Linked DNA regions of Pan troglodytes: regions 1 and 2 are each linked to region 3. The links are chromatin contacts, called in public Hi-C maps. All regions are on one chromosome and are shown on one strand. The core of a region is the stretch at or near the end of the contact, and the rest is flanking DNA. Distances in the headings are between cores, read along the strand shown.

What was found. Hi-C and Micro-C count contacts between places; a contact is called where the count stands out from the background.
Region 1: a contact with region 3 is called in a Hi-C map of stem cell-derived neural progenitor cells, with 3 times the contacts expected there. The contact joins two enhancer-like sites. A contact is called at or near these places in 1 of 7 Hi-C or Micro-C datasets (stem cell-derived neural progenitor cells) and 1 of 1 other capture datasets (stem cell-derived neural stem cells).
Region 2: a contact with region 3 is called in a Hi-C map of stem cell-derived neural progenitor cells, with 5 times the contacts expected there. The contact joins two enhancer-like sites. A contact is called at or near these places in 2 of 7 Hi-C or Micro-C datasets (induced pluripotent stem cells and stem cell-derived neural progenitor cells) and 1 of 1 datasets of contacts at active chromatin or transcription factors (stem cell-derived excitatory neurons).

What each region holds. Positions count from the first base shown.
Region 1 is chrX:40,331,201-40,335,147 of NHGRI_mPanTro3-v2.0_pri, reverse strand. No RefSeq gene overlaps it. Among named protein-coding and RNA genes, the nearest start is that of MIR3937, 250 kb to the right of the region's middle. Within about 2 kb of position 1,522, at least 3 of the 24 cell types and tissues checked have an H3K27ac peak or open chromatin away from gene starts, as enhancers often do. A contact at or near this core is called in stem cell-derived neural progenitor cells and stem cell-derived neural stem cells, where this site is marked.
Region 2 is chrX:40,438,595-40,442,506 of NHGRI_mPanTro3-v2.0_pri, reverse strand. No RefSeq gene overlaps it. Among named protein-coding and RNA genes, the nearest start is that of BCOR, 160 kb to the left of the region's middle. Within about 2 kb of position 2,601, at least 13 of the 24 cell types and tissues checked have an H3K27ac peak or open chromatin away from gene starts, as enhancers often do. A contact at or near this core is called in stem cell-derived neural progenitor cells, where this site is marked.
Region 3 is chrX:40,578,759-40,582,247 of NHGRI_mPanTro3-v2.0_pri, reverse strand. All of the region lies in intron 1 of BCOR (BCL6 corepressor), which reads left to right. Among named protein-coding and RNA genes, the nearest start is that of BCOR, 23 kb to the left of the region's middle. Within about 2 kb of position 1,692, at least 12 of the 24 cell types and tissues checked have an H3K27ac peak or open chromatin away from gene starts, as enhancers often do. A contact at or near this core is called in stem cell-derived neural progenitor cells and stem cell-derived neural stem cells, where this site is marked.

The DNA of each region.
Region 1 (3,947 bases), core at 273-2,772, 250 kb after region 3:
CCAGGCCTCATCTAGTGCCCCCCACCCTGTTATCCCATATTCCAGCCACATATAGCAGTTGGCAGCCCCCTGGTGGGTGAGACTGTGGCCTTGTGTTTTTTTTCTTTCCTGTTTCCCTTTCATCTCCCTTCCCTCCCCTATTTCCTTATTAACCTGGGCCACCTCCTCTATGCAGCCTTCCCCGATTATCCCTCCACACACTCAACACATCACCTAATCCCTGGTGCTTTGTGGTGGGCTGAGTAGACCTCAATTGCAGCACCTGGGACAGGGGGTATTGCCCTGTATTCTCCTTCAGGATGCTTCTCCTCCCAGGCCAGAAGCTCTTGGAAGGCAGGGCAGGCACATCTTTCCTGATTTTCCTTCTCTAGAACCTACCAGGGTATCTTAGGTAAGAATTCTCCAGGGCAAGGTGCGGTAGCTCATGACTGTGATCCCAGCACTTTGGGAGGCCAAGGCGGGTGGATCACTTGAGGTCAGGAGTTGGAGACCAGCCTGGCCAACATGGTGAAACCCCGCTCTACTAAAAACACAAAAATTAGCTGGGCGTGGTGGCACACACCTGTAATCCCAGTTACTTGGGAGGCTGAGGCAGGAGAATCGCTTGAACCCGGGAGGCGTAGGTTGCAGCAGTGAGCCAAGATCGTGCCACTGCACTCCAGCCTGGGCAACAAGAGTGAAACTCCGACTCAAAAAAAAAAAAAAAAAAAAAAAGAAAGAATTCTCTAGAAGCAGAGCCTGAGGGGGAAGTCCCGTGTGAGTGCTTTATGGAGCAAGTCCTTGCAGGAGAAGCCAGCGAGAGAGCGAGGGCAGCAGCACGGCAGGGAAGAGGTGAAGCAAGGAGGGAAGCTCAGCGGAAGCCTGGCCTCAGCCTGATCCCAGGGCAGGGGTGGGGGCCATGGAGGGCCCAGGGCAGCAGAGAGCGCGGAAGAGTCAGAGAGTGAGAGGGCAAGAGAGGAAAGTAAGGCAGCAAGAGGGCAAGCAGGAGAGAGTAAGCCGAGACAGCAAGAGAGTGGCGGGGTGATGGACAGGGGGCATGAAAGAGGGCACAGAGTGGGGAACAGAGCCCCAGGGAGAAGAAGAGAGTAAGTGAAAGCCAGCAAGCAAGGAGGACGGGAGGAGGAGGACAGAGAATGCAGGGAAATGAGGGGATGGGAAACATATTTCTGGAGTGTGGGGACAAGAGAGGGAAAGCATGAGAAAATAAGGGAAAAGCATGAGAGAGAGAGAGAGACAGAGAGGATGAGTGAGCGCAGTGCGAGCCTGTCCCAGGCTCTCAGGGCAGCTCAGGAGTCATGGCTGGGCTGCGGGCTTTCCCGGGGGCCCACGTGGGTGAGAGATTGAGCAACGCCTCCCTGGCGTGCTCTCTGTGTGGTGCCCCTGGCAAATTTCCCTGAGGCCCTCCTGTTCCAGGGGACTCTCGGGGCCACTGCTTGGGCCAGAGGAGAGCGGAACTGGGTAATCGACTCACCGTGGGCATTTCTGTGCAGGCTCATTCTCTAATTCCACAGCTCCTCAAGGAGGGGGCGGCCCTGTTAGTATTTCCATGTCACCACAGAGGAATCTGAAGCCCGGGGAGACCTGACAGGGCTCAGAGGTGAGTCACTGAGAGAGAATTCATGTCCCTGGATTCCCTTTCCTCTAGGAGAAGAGATGTAACTCCAGATGGAGCATCCAGTGCCCCCGTGATGCCTCTGCCACAGCACATGTCCAAATGCAAACACCCAGGGCCAGGCAGGGGGCTAGAGAAGGGTCCCCTTGTCCTCCAGGCCCTTGAGAGGCCTTGCTAAGCTCCCACTGGAGGCCAAGCCCTACTTTCCACCTGCTTAGACTTGGTCAGAGGAGGGAGGGTGGGCACAGGGCATGGCGGGTGGTGGAAAGGGACCAGCACCAGGCTCTGGGTCACCTCTGTTCCAGTCCCAGCTCTGCCACCAAACAACATGTGACCTCGAACAAGACGCTTAATTTCTCAAAGCCTCCATTTCCTAATCAGTAAAACACTGACAAGGCTTGCCTTGCCCACTACCTTAAAAGCTCGTTGTCAGGGCCCATTAAGATAATACAAGTCAATATCTAGTACCATTTCACAGAGGTCTCCCGGAGGCCCTTTGTAAATTCTGTCTTAGCTTCCTATGGCTGCCTATAACAAATGACCACAATTTGGTGGCTTAAAACAGTAGGAATATATTCTCTTATGGTTCTGGAAGCTAGAAGCCTGAAGTCAGTTTCACTGGGCCATACTTTCTCATGAGAATCCAGTGAAAAATCTGTCCCTTGCCTCTTCTGGCTTCTGGTGGCTGCTGGCCTTCCTTGGCTTGTGGCTGCCTCACTAATCACTACAAACGTCAAGGCCAGCATCTTTGCATCTCACTCTGCTCCACGTTCACGTGGTCTTCTCCTCTTCCATTTGATTGATGCAGGTACCAGGCTCAGGGAAGTTACCCCACGGATCAAGGTCATCGCCAGTGAGAGAGCTGGAATTCGAACTGAGGCCTCGGAAATTTAAACCTCCGTTCTCTGTTCCAGCTCGGCCAGAGCCTGCCTCCTGGGGCCTCTGTGGCCTCTTTTGGGGAGCCCTCTGGAGCCAGCCTGTGGCTGTCCCTGGCTCATGTCCAGCCAATGAATCGAGGACTTGAGGCTCAGGCTGGACTGTGGTGTCTAAATAAAGGGTGTCCTTGAGATTAGAGCAGAGGTCAGGAGAGGACACCGGCTGCAGATGACCAGCCCAATGGGGTGGCCTCAGTGGCCCATCAGAAGGCTGGGGGTGGGCTGGCCTCACTTGCAGCGAGCTCTACCCTCCAGTGCTCTGCCAGCTGGGCAATCTAGGATCTCAGGACTGAGGTCAATGCCGACATAAAAACCAGTTGACTCAAGCAAGACCACCTACATATTTAAACAGATCTTTGAGAACGAAGGGGTTGTGTCATCACTTGGGGATGGAGAGACAGAATGGGTCTCAGACTGGGGACTAGAACTTTCTTTGCTTCAAGAAATTTGTCCTTTTAAGAGGCTGATGCCTGAGAGGGCCCTTTCTACCTTCTCCTTGTCCTGTTGAAAGAAATGGCAAAGTCTGTCCAGTTTAGTTCTGGAGAAAAGGTAAAACAAGGCTGTGTGCGTGCACATGTGCGTGTGCAGAAGTGTTGAGGGCAAAGAGACAGAGCCATTTAATTTTTTTTTAAAAAGCCAGATGAACCGGCAGAACTCGACACTGCTTACTCTATTCCACATTTTATCCACAGAATAAGAGCCAGAACAAGAGATCCAGGAACATGGGAAATACGGCTGTGGCTGAAGTCTTATCTGGGTTAAAAACCCCAGGAGTGCTCCTCTTTAATTTTTTGGCAGAGCAGGATCAAGGAATCGATTCACTCTGGTTATGCTTCCTACCATTGTTTCTGTGGGCCGTGTTTGATCTGTGTTTCACGTGCAGATCTGCTATCCACGCTCTGAAAGAAATAATATATTCTGCATTGCACCAGGTCAGCCTCAACCATGAAAAACCTTTTTTGGATGATTTCAAAGCCACACATAAGCTCGCGCGTGAACACACACACACACACACAGACACACCAGCGTGCGCATGTTCACACACACACTGTTTGTGTAAAGGATTAAAAAAGAATGAAAGGCCCAGTTGCAGAACATGACCAGGGTTCCAGACGTGGAGTGGCCAAGGCTGTGGCCCTCACCCGCTGACCTGGGCCAGCCATGTCCCCTCTGAGTCATGTGTGTGCCCCACCCCTGCGGGCAGGGGGCATCCGGACCCTTTGATGGTGTGCCTGGTGAGGTTATTATTAGTAACAATGGTTTCCAGTGAAAGAGTAATTTTCACAGTGGAGAAGGCTTCCCCTTCCTTCAGGTCAAAAGCTGAACGGAGACGAAAATGACATTAACCAGTGCAGGATCCTGAAAAGATGAAATGCTCAACACCTCCCAGCTCTAAATTG
Region 2 (3,912 bases), core at 1,352-3,851, 140 kb after region 3:
TAGGGTGCATAGGGTGTTGTCTTAGTGCATGTGATCAGGCATGTTAGGACTAATTCCGGATTTACAGTCCGAAACCCTGTCCAAAGCAACAGAGGCCAAAAAAACTTTGGGGAATACCTAAGCTGGGTGGGGGAAATCCCCCCAAAAATCTGCTTCCAGGCTCAGGCCTTAAGTAACTGACAGCTTTCATTTCCTCTCTCTTGGGATGCTTGGTACACAGCCACCATGCTGTAAGGAAGCCCAAGCCACCCTGTGGAGAGGCCCACGTGGAGAACCACAGCCAGCAACAACAATGTGTGTGAGCCATCTTGAAAGTGGAGTTCCAGTTGAGCTGCCCCAGCTGACAGCATGGAGCACAGGTGAGTTGTCCTGCCAAGCCCTGCCCAGATTGCAGATTTTTGAGCAAAATAAATTATTGTTGTTTTAGACCACTAAGCTTTGGGGTGGCTTTACATAGTCATAGATTAGACATAGTGAAGTGCACAGATCTTAAATGCTCAGCCTGATGAATTTTTACATATGTATAAAACCATGTAACCATTAACCAGGTTAGATATCGAATACGTGCATCTTTCCAGAAGGTTCCCTAGTCAAACAGCTTCTTTGAAATGCTATCCAGGCACCTGAACTATTCGTTCACAGTTCTGGACAGCTCAACATTTATTTTTTCTCAGCGATGTTTCCAAACTTAACTGAATTAGAAACACTCTCTTCAGCATCATCGATGAAATAAAAATAGGCTCTGGTGTGTAGGCCAGAAAAGAATGAAGGCTCAAATGGAAGACAACCAGACTTCAGTCTGTAACCTCTGGGAAGTAGGTCGGCAGGAAAATGAGCTGATCTGCTCTTAAATCTCCCATCAGCAAAGTCACCTCGTAAAATTCAAGTGCATAGGGTGCTGTCTTAATACCTGTGATCAGGCCTGTGAGGGCTAATTCGCTATTTACGTCCTCAACCCTGTCCAAAGCAACAGAGGTCAAAAAGGCTTTGGGGAATCTTTAAGCTGGGGGGAGGAGATCCCCCAAAATCTGCTTGGCCAACTGCTTTACTTCAAACTGTGGGTTGATTTCCATTAATCACACTTGGCCCTAATTACCCTGGAGCAGCCTTTCTTCCTCTGGTCTGGAGCAGGAATTTTAAGGGGTTCCTGACAAAGCAGGTCCCTGAAACCAAACAATAGTGGAGGCTCCAGGAAAACACTACGTGAGGAGGTACGTGTCCATCCCCAGTCCTCTCCTGCCTGGAGACTCAAGTTCCAGGCTTGCTTGTGATCTCCCCAGGTAGGAACCTGAGTTCCTCCACTAAATAGATTTTCCTTTTGTTGTCACATTAATTTGCAACTCATTAATAGTGACAGAAGTGAGGTACTGCACCGATGCCATTTGCATATTCATGAGTGACTTATTATTAAACAAATAAGATTTTCCTATCTTCGAGAGCACCCAAAGTAAGGCTGAACAGTACATTACACCGGCCCCGATGCTTTATTCTCTCTTTAATATGTTAATACATGCAGTTGATTTCTTTAAGTAAATACGCATCTATAAAACAACACGTACTTTATGAAAAAGAAATCATTTAAATAATAATCCATTAGCAAAGTTGGCAACAATTTAAGAGGAACAACCCATTAATACCAACGCGTGGGAATCAATTTGCGAATTTTAATTCGGTTGGGTGGTGGGTTACCGACGACCAAGGAGGAGGACCTGCGAGTGTGTGCCCGCTTAGAAAAATATTTTAATGAGTCTCCGGACATCAGGACTCGAATCCTTTGCTTCAGGTGCTGGCTCCCAGTAGGTCGAAAACTGCTAGTCCTCACGTGGATCAGCGTTTTGCCGGTATCCTCTGGAGATTGCAGCTGTGGGCCAAAAGCAGGCCCGACCGCCACGTCGACCCCGCGGCTTTTACGGTGCCCATAGGTTCCCCCATCGGCAACGGGTTAAGTGGGGTGGGGGCGGGGCAGGGCCTGGTCTCCTGGCGAGGCTGCCCCACCGAGCTGGGACTGGTGCCCTGCCCTCCCGCCCCCCTCTCCCGGCACGGGTTTAGTCACAGCCGGTTCCTTCCAGCCGGGGTCAGGGTGGGCTCCCCCCGCGGCGACGAGGAGCGCGGGGCCAACCGCGCACCCTTATCTCGGCCGAGTCAGACACTCGCCGCGCGGAATCTGTTGACATTTACTATTGTTCGCAGGAGTCCGGAGCGCGGGGCGGGGGCGGGGGCGGAGGCGGGCCGAGGAGAGGCTAGGCGAGAGAGGGCGGTGAGTGTGGGGCCTGCGGGCGGCGTGTGTGTGTGTGTGTGTGTGTGCGCGCGCGCGCGCGCGCTCGTGGAGCGGGGGAGGGGCCGTCTTCACGGAAAATAAAAGTGGCCGGCGGGCCCGGAAGCTTCCACGCCAGCTCACCGGCCCACGCCGGGAATTGAGGTGGTGGTGGGGGGTGCTCAGGAAGGAAGATGGGGCAGCCGGCGGTGGGGTCCGCGGGGGTCGGGGTGGGGGCGGCTCCAGCCGCACGGCCCCCAGTGACCCGCAGGACACAAGTGCATTTGTGCCGAGTCGTGGCGGAGATTAAAGTGCCATACGGCCCGAGCAAGGGGGGCGAGGCGGGTGGAAAACAACTCCCCGCGCGCACAAAGCGCGCATTGTTCCAGCCACCTCCATTATGCCGCGCTGCAGCCAAGAGCCCGTTTCGCAACTGCCCTCCCGGCACTCGAGCGCGCGCGCGCGCGCGCGCACACACACACACACAGGAATTCGCCCCGGCCGAGGCCGGGGGTGGGTGCGCTCAGCCGGGACAAGGAGGGGCCGTCTGGGCGCAGTACGCGAGGGGCGGCGGGGTGTGGGCTCGCAGGCGTCTTTTTCAGCTCGGCTGCCTGTCTTTCAGGGCTGGGCTTTTTAATGTCTTCTCTTCCTAATCGCCTCCCCCGGCACTTTTCCGTTTCTCTGGCTCCTGGGGCCTGCCCCGAGCGCACCCTGGAGACTGGAGCTCCCCAGGAGAGGCGGCGACGGCGGGGGTGGGGGGTGGAGAGGGCGCGCTCTCAGTCGCTGTCACCCGAGGATCGCAGCCCGAGGCGCGCAGCGCTTGCCTGCTCTGCTGAGGACACGTGCGCGGGAGGAACGGGGAAAGCATCCCGACTTTCAAGGAGAGGCTCCCGGAGCGCCCCCTCCCCGGGCTCTCTGGCACTCCAGGATTTCCCCCGGTCCGGAGCGGGAGCTGTGGAATCCCGCGCCGCGGCGCCTGGCCTGCCTGCCCTTCCGTGCCAAGTGGGCCAGCTCGGCCACCCCCACCCTAACCACTCCGGTGCCCGGGCCCTGTCCTCCGCCCCCTCCGGCTTTCATGGCACTGGATAGGCGTCCCGAGAGGAATGTAAGCTTGCCAGCCTCTTAGGACCCTGTTCTCCCCTGGCAGCGGAGCGGGAGCGGGAGCGGGGGAGGGGGGGCACAGAACCAAACCCCACCTCCCTCCACCCGTCGCGCCCTCCTGGTGGGCAGGTGGGGAGCGAAGCAGCCGGAGCGCGGCGAGGTAGCGCGGTCTGGTTTCCTTTACGTTTACAAGCTATAAATAAACTTCCCCTTGGGCGGATGCGCGCTGTGTCCAAGGGCGGCTTTCCGCCGATTCCGGCGGGTGGTTTACGATCTGGGCCGGGAGCTGGTCCTAGCGCGGCCTGAGCCTAGGGTGGGGCGCTGGCTCCCGGAGAGCTCAGAGGTCGGCCAGGAGTGGCCGGGTGAACCTCCTCTTCCTCGTGGGGCTAGGGCGCCTCTGCACTGAGGCCTGAGGGTGGGGCTGGATGATTTATGAGCCGTCACCCCACCCCGCCTCTCCCGTTTCACTCGTTTTCCTCGTCTTCTCCAGCTCAAACCCGGTTCCTAAAGTCTATCCCCAACCCTGCCCAGCGACCATTTGGCAATTTCAGGCTGTT
Region 3 (3,489 bases), core at 443-2,942:
GGGCAGGGCAGCTCCGAGGCTGGAATGGCTTTGCAGGGTGTGACCACGACAGCAGGGCGCGGAGGACGCGCGGACTCCTAAGTGAGCTGTGCCCAGAACTCGGAGCCACTGGGTTTTCGCTCTGTAGCTGGGGAACTTGGAGAGTTATGAGCGCCTGGGTGCAGGCCTCCAGGAGGGGCAGCGAGGTGCGCGGAGAGTCCGGGTGTGCTGGGCGACCGCCTCCTGCTCCGCGCGCCCCCCCTCCCCACCCCAGCCGCGAGTCAGCCTCACGCGGGCCCGCGGCGCGCTGCGATGATGGATCGCGCCTGGCGGGGGTGATTTGGTGTTGATCGCACATTATCACTGGCAGGTTGGACTGGTTGCTGATGGACGACTTCTAGCGGCGGCGGCAGCAGCGTCTTCAGACACCGCGCTGGGACTCGCTCGCTCGGCGAGGGTCTTTCCCCCCCCACACCCCCTCCCTACTTCCAGGCGCCAGGAGGGCCTGGGAGTCCGAGTGGGGTCTCCTCGCGTCCAAGGCCGCCCGCTCCTGTCTGGGTCCGGGTGTGGGCTGTTGGCTGGGTGAGGAGAGGAGCCAGGACGCCTCTCCCACTTCCTCCCACTCCTCCTTCCCTTGCCGCCTGCTCCCCACCCCCTTCCTGCTTCCCCACCGAAACCCGGAGGCCCTGGGTCACTCCGCGGGTGATATCCACGCCGCCTGACCCTGGCCGCGGGGGTGCGGACTCCTCTGCTCCGCAGCCCCCGACCCTCTCCCCCGGTCGCAGCAGCCGCGGCACTGCGGTGCGCCCCTTCTCGCCTCTTTTTCTAAAGTGCCTGCAGATACAAAAGCGGTTTCGTAATGCCTTCCGTCTGCGAGAGCCGGAGGACCTTGGCTGACCTTTCGGAAACTGATTGCAACTGCCTGTTAACAGCCCGTACTGACCGCACTGAGCGGAGCGGAGGACAATCATTTAAGTGACAGACGGCGAGGTGGCCCCGGCTCAGTCGAGCGGCCTGGTTAAGCCCGCCCCGCCCCTCCCCCGACCCCCTCCCCTCCCGCAGCTACTCCCCCAGCCCCGGGCGCACTGCGGGCCGCGGCGGGCGCTCGGGCAGGCGGAGAGGACGCGCGCGCGCGTGCGTGTGTGTGTGTGCGCGCGTGTCCACGATTACCGGCCGACGGGTTAACCCTTTGCCGAGCAGCCGGTCCCTTTGAGGCCGGGCGCTGCCGGATTAATCTGCCATCTGCAAAAGAGGAATAACAGGGCCGTCTCCGCCGACTTTCCCTAATGGGTAAACTGTACCCTCTTAGCGTGACCCACGCTGCGTCCCTGCTGCTGCCAGGGAAAGATCCGGACCCTTGGCTCTTCTGCCGCGGCCCTGGGTCCCCTCCCTGCACTCCCCTTCCTCTGCACAGACACAGACACAAGGAACAGCACGAGGGGTCCAAAGGCTCCCAGGGGCTCGCGGTGCAGTGGACGTGGGTGTTCCCGGTGTTTTCTATTTTGGAAACTGGAGAAAGGTGGGGTAGGGGGGACGTAGCGAAAAGCCGAGGTGGGGGAGGGGAGGCTGGTGACAGGGCACCTCGGGCTTCGCTCGCTCCCTCTCTCGGGAGAGATCGCCAGCTGCTCTCCAACAGGCAGCGCCCTGAAATCTATTTAAAGAGAGGGAAAGGGGAGGAGAACAAAGGGGGAGGAGGGGGACGGCGAGCGGAGCCTGGGCGAGAGCGAGCGAGCAGGGAGGATCCGCCGCTCCGCGGGCACATCAAGCGCTCACATCTGTACACTCCGCGATCGATGGGGAGAATGGATAATATTTGTCAGCTGCAGACCTTTCTCTTCCCGGTTCCTGGGGAGGGGAGGGGGCGAGGAGGGGGAGGGGCGGGCAGGCCAGGCGAGAGAGGCCGCCTCAAGGACAGCGCGCTTCCCGCTGCAGCCACACGGAAACCCAGAGCCATGAAAGCCGGGGGATTTTTCTCTTATTATCATTATTAATTATTTTTTATTATTCCAGAGCAGCCCGCGAACGCTCGGTGGCGCCCCTCCCCCGCCGCCTCCCTTTGTTGATTCTCAGCTGCTAGAGCGGCGGGCCCGAGCCGCCACCGCCGCAGAGCACGATCTGCTCTTGCGCCCTCGGTCGCAGCTGCGGCCCAGGAAGCCGGGGCTGCGTCGCCGCCCCCTGCCCCCCACGGCGCGGCAGCCCTCGCACCCCCTCCTCGCCTCCCGCCACGAGGCCAGCCCTGCCTCTCCACTGCCTCTCGCTGCGGCTCCGAGTCCCCAACGCAGAGCAGAGGCACTGGCTGCTGCGGCCCCGAGCTTCCGGCCGCGCGGGGGCCTTTGCCACCCCCTAACCCCCGCAGCTGCACTCTGATGCCGCCGGCCTCACACATGGTCTTCATTTTGCACACTAGCGGCGTGCTTCCTCTCAGCTCCTCTCCTCGGGGCTTTTCGGAGCGAGGAGGGAGGTTTAGAGGAAGTTAGAAACCCAGCGAGCCCAGGGGAAAGGGGGAAAACCCTCGCTCTTAGTCTCAGCTTCCGAGGCAGAGGGAGCGCCCCGCGGGGGGTGGGGCAGAGTCTGGGTGCCCTCCCCTTCCTTGGATGCAGGAAAGGTTAAGTGAGGGGTGGCGGTCGGAGGAGCGACAGATTTGCTTTTGCTCATCCACATGCCTGCTCAGACCGGCCTGGGTATCACTGACCCGGCACCCTCGGAACGGCAGAACCCGGATGGGAGCAGATCCGCCAAGCGGTCATCAAACAAGACCAAAGACATTTCAGCTGTCCCCTACCCTCGGGCGAGGGTGGGGGTGCCCCCTGGGTCTTTGCTTCCTCGCGCACCCCCAGGTTGGAAGGCCAAAGCCGACGCCTCACAGACCGGGGGTCCGGGCCCCCTCTCTAGGGCGGAGGTGTGCAGAAAGCTCTAGTGCGAGTTTACTTGCGGCCTGGCTACCCCCTCCCCCCCCGCTGTCCTGCGATTCCGGGCCAGCCTGCGGCGGCGTCCCCGACTGCTCCGCGGTCCTGGGCAGGGCAGGAAGCTGGCACGGCCGACGGCTGGGCAGGCGCCACTTGGCCGGGCAGGCTGCTCGCTGGAACTCGCGCGGCACCTTCGCGCCGAGTCGGGTTCCTGGGTCTCCAGCCCGGTCACCCTGAGCGGTTTCACCCCCCACTTTGACCATCGGCCTCCCTCGGAAGTCTCCCTGTCTCCTCCCGCCCTCTCGGCTTTTCCCTTCCTCATTCTGTCTCGGGAGCTCCTTAATGCAGTCAACCGCCCTTCCCGAGATTCAAAAAGAAGTTTTGTGTTTCCCCGGGGGCAGCCGCCTAATGCTTCCCTTGTTTTCCGGAACAAAGCAGACATTCAGTGAGGAGGGGGCAGGCGCTGACTCCCTCCCCTCCCCGCAGCACCCCGCACTCCTGCAGATTCAGAACGCTGGCTCCGGGGCCCGGGTGGCCTGGGGGTGGGGTGGGGACCCCCTTCCCCTAGGCTTGGCTACAAAAGCCTCGCCCGGTAGCCGGAGAG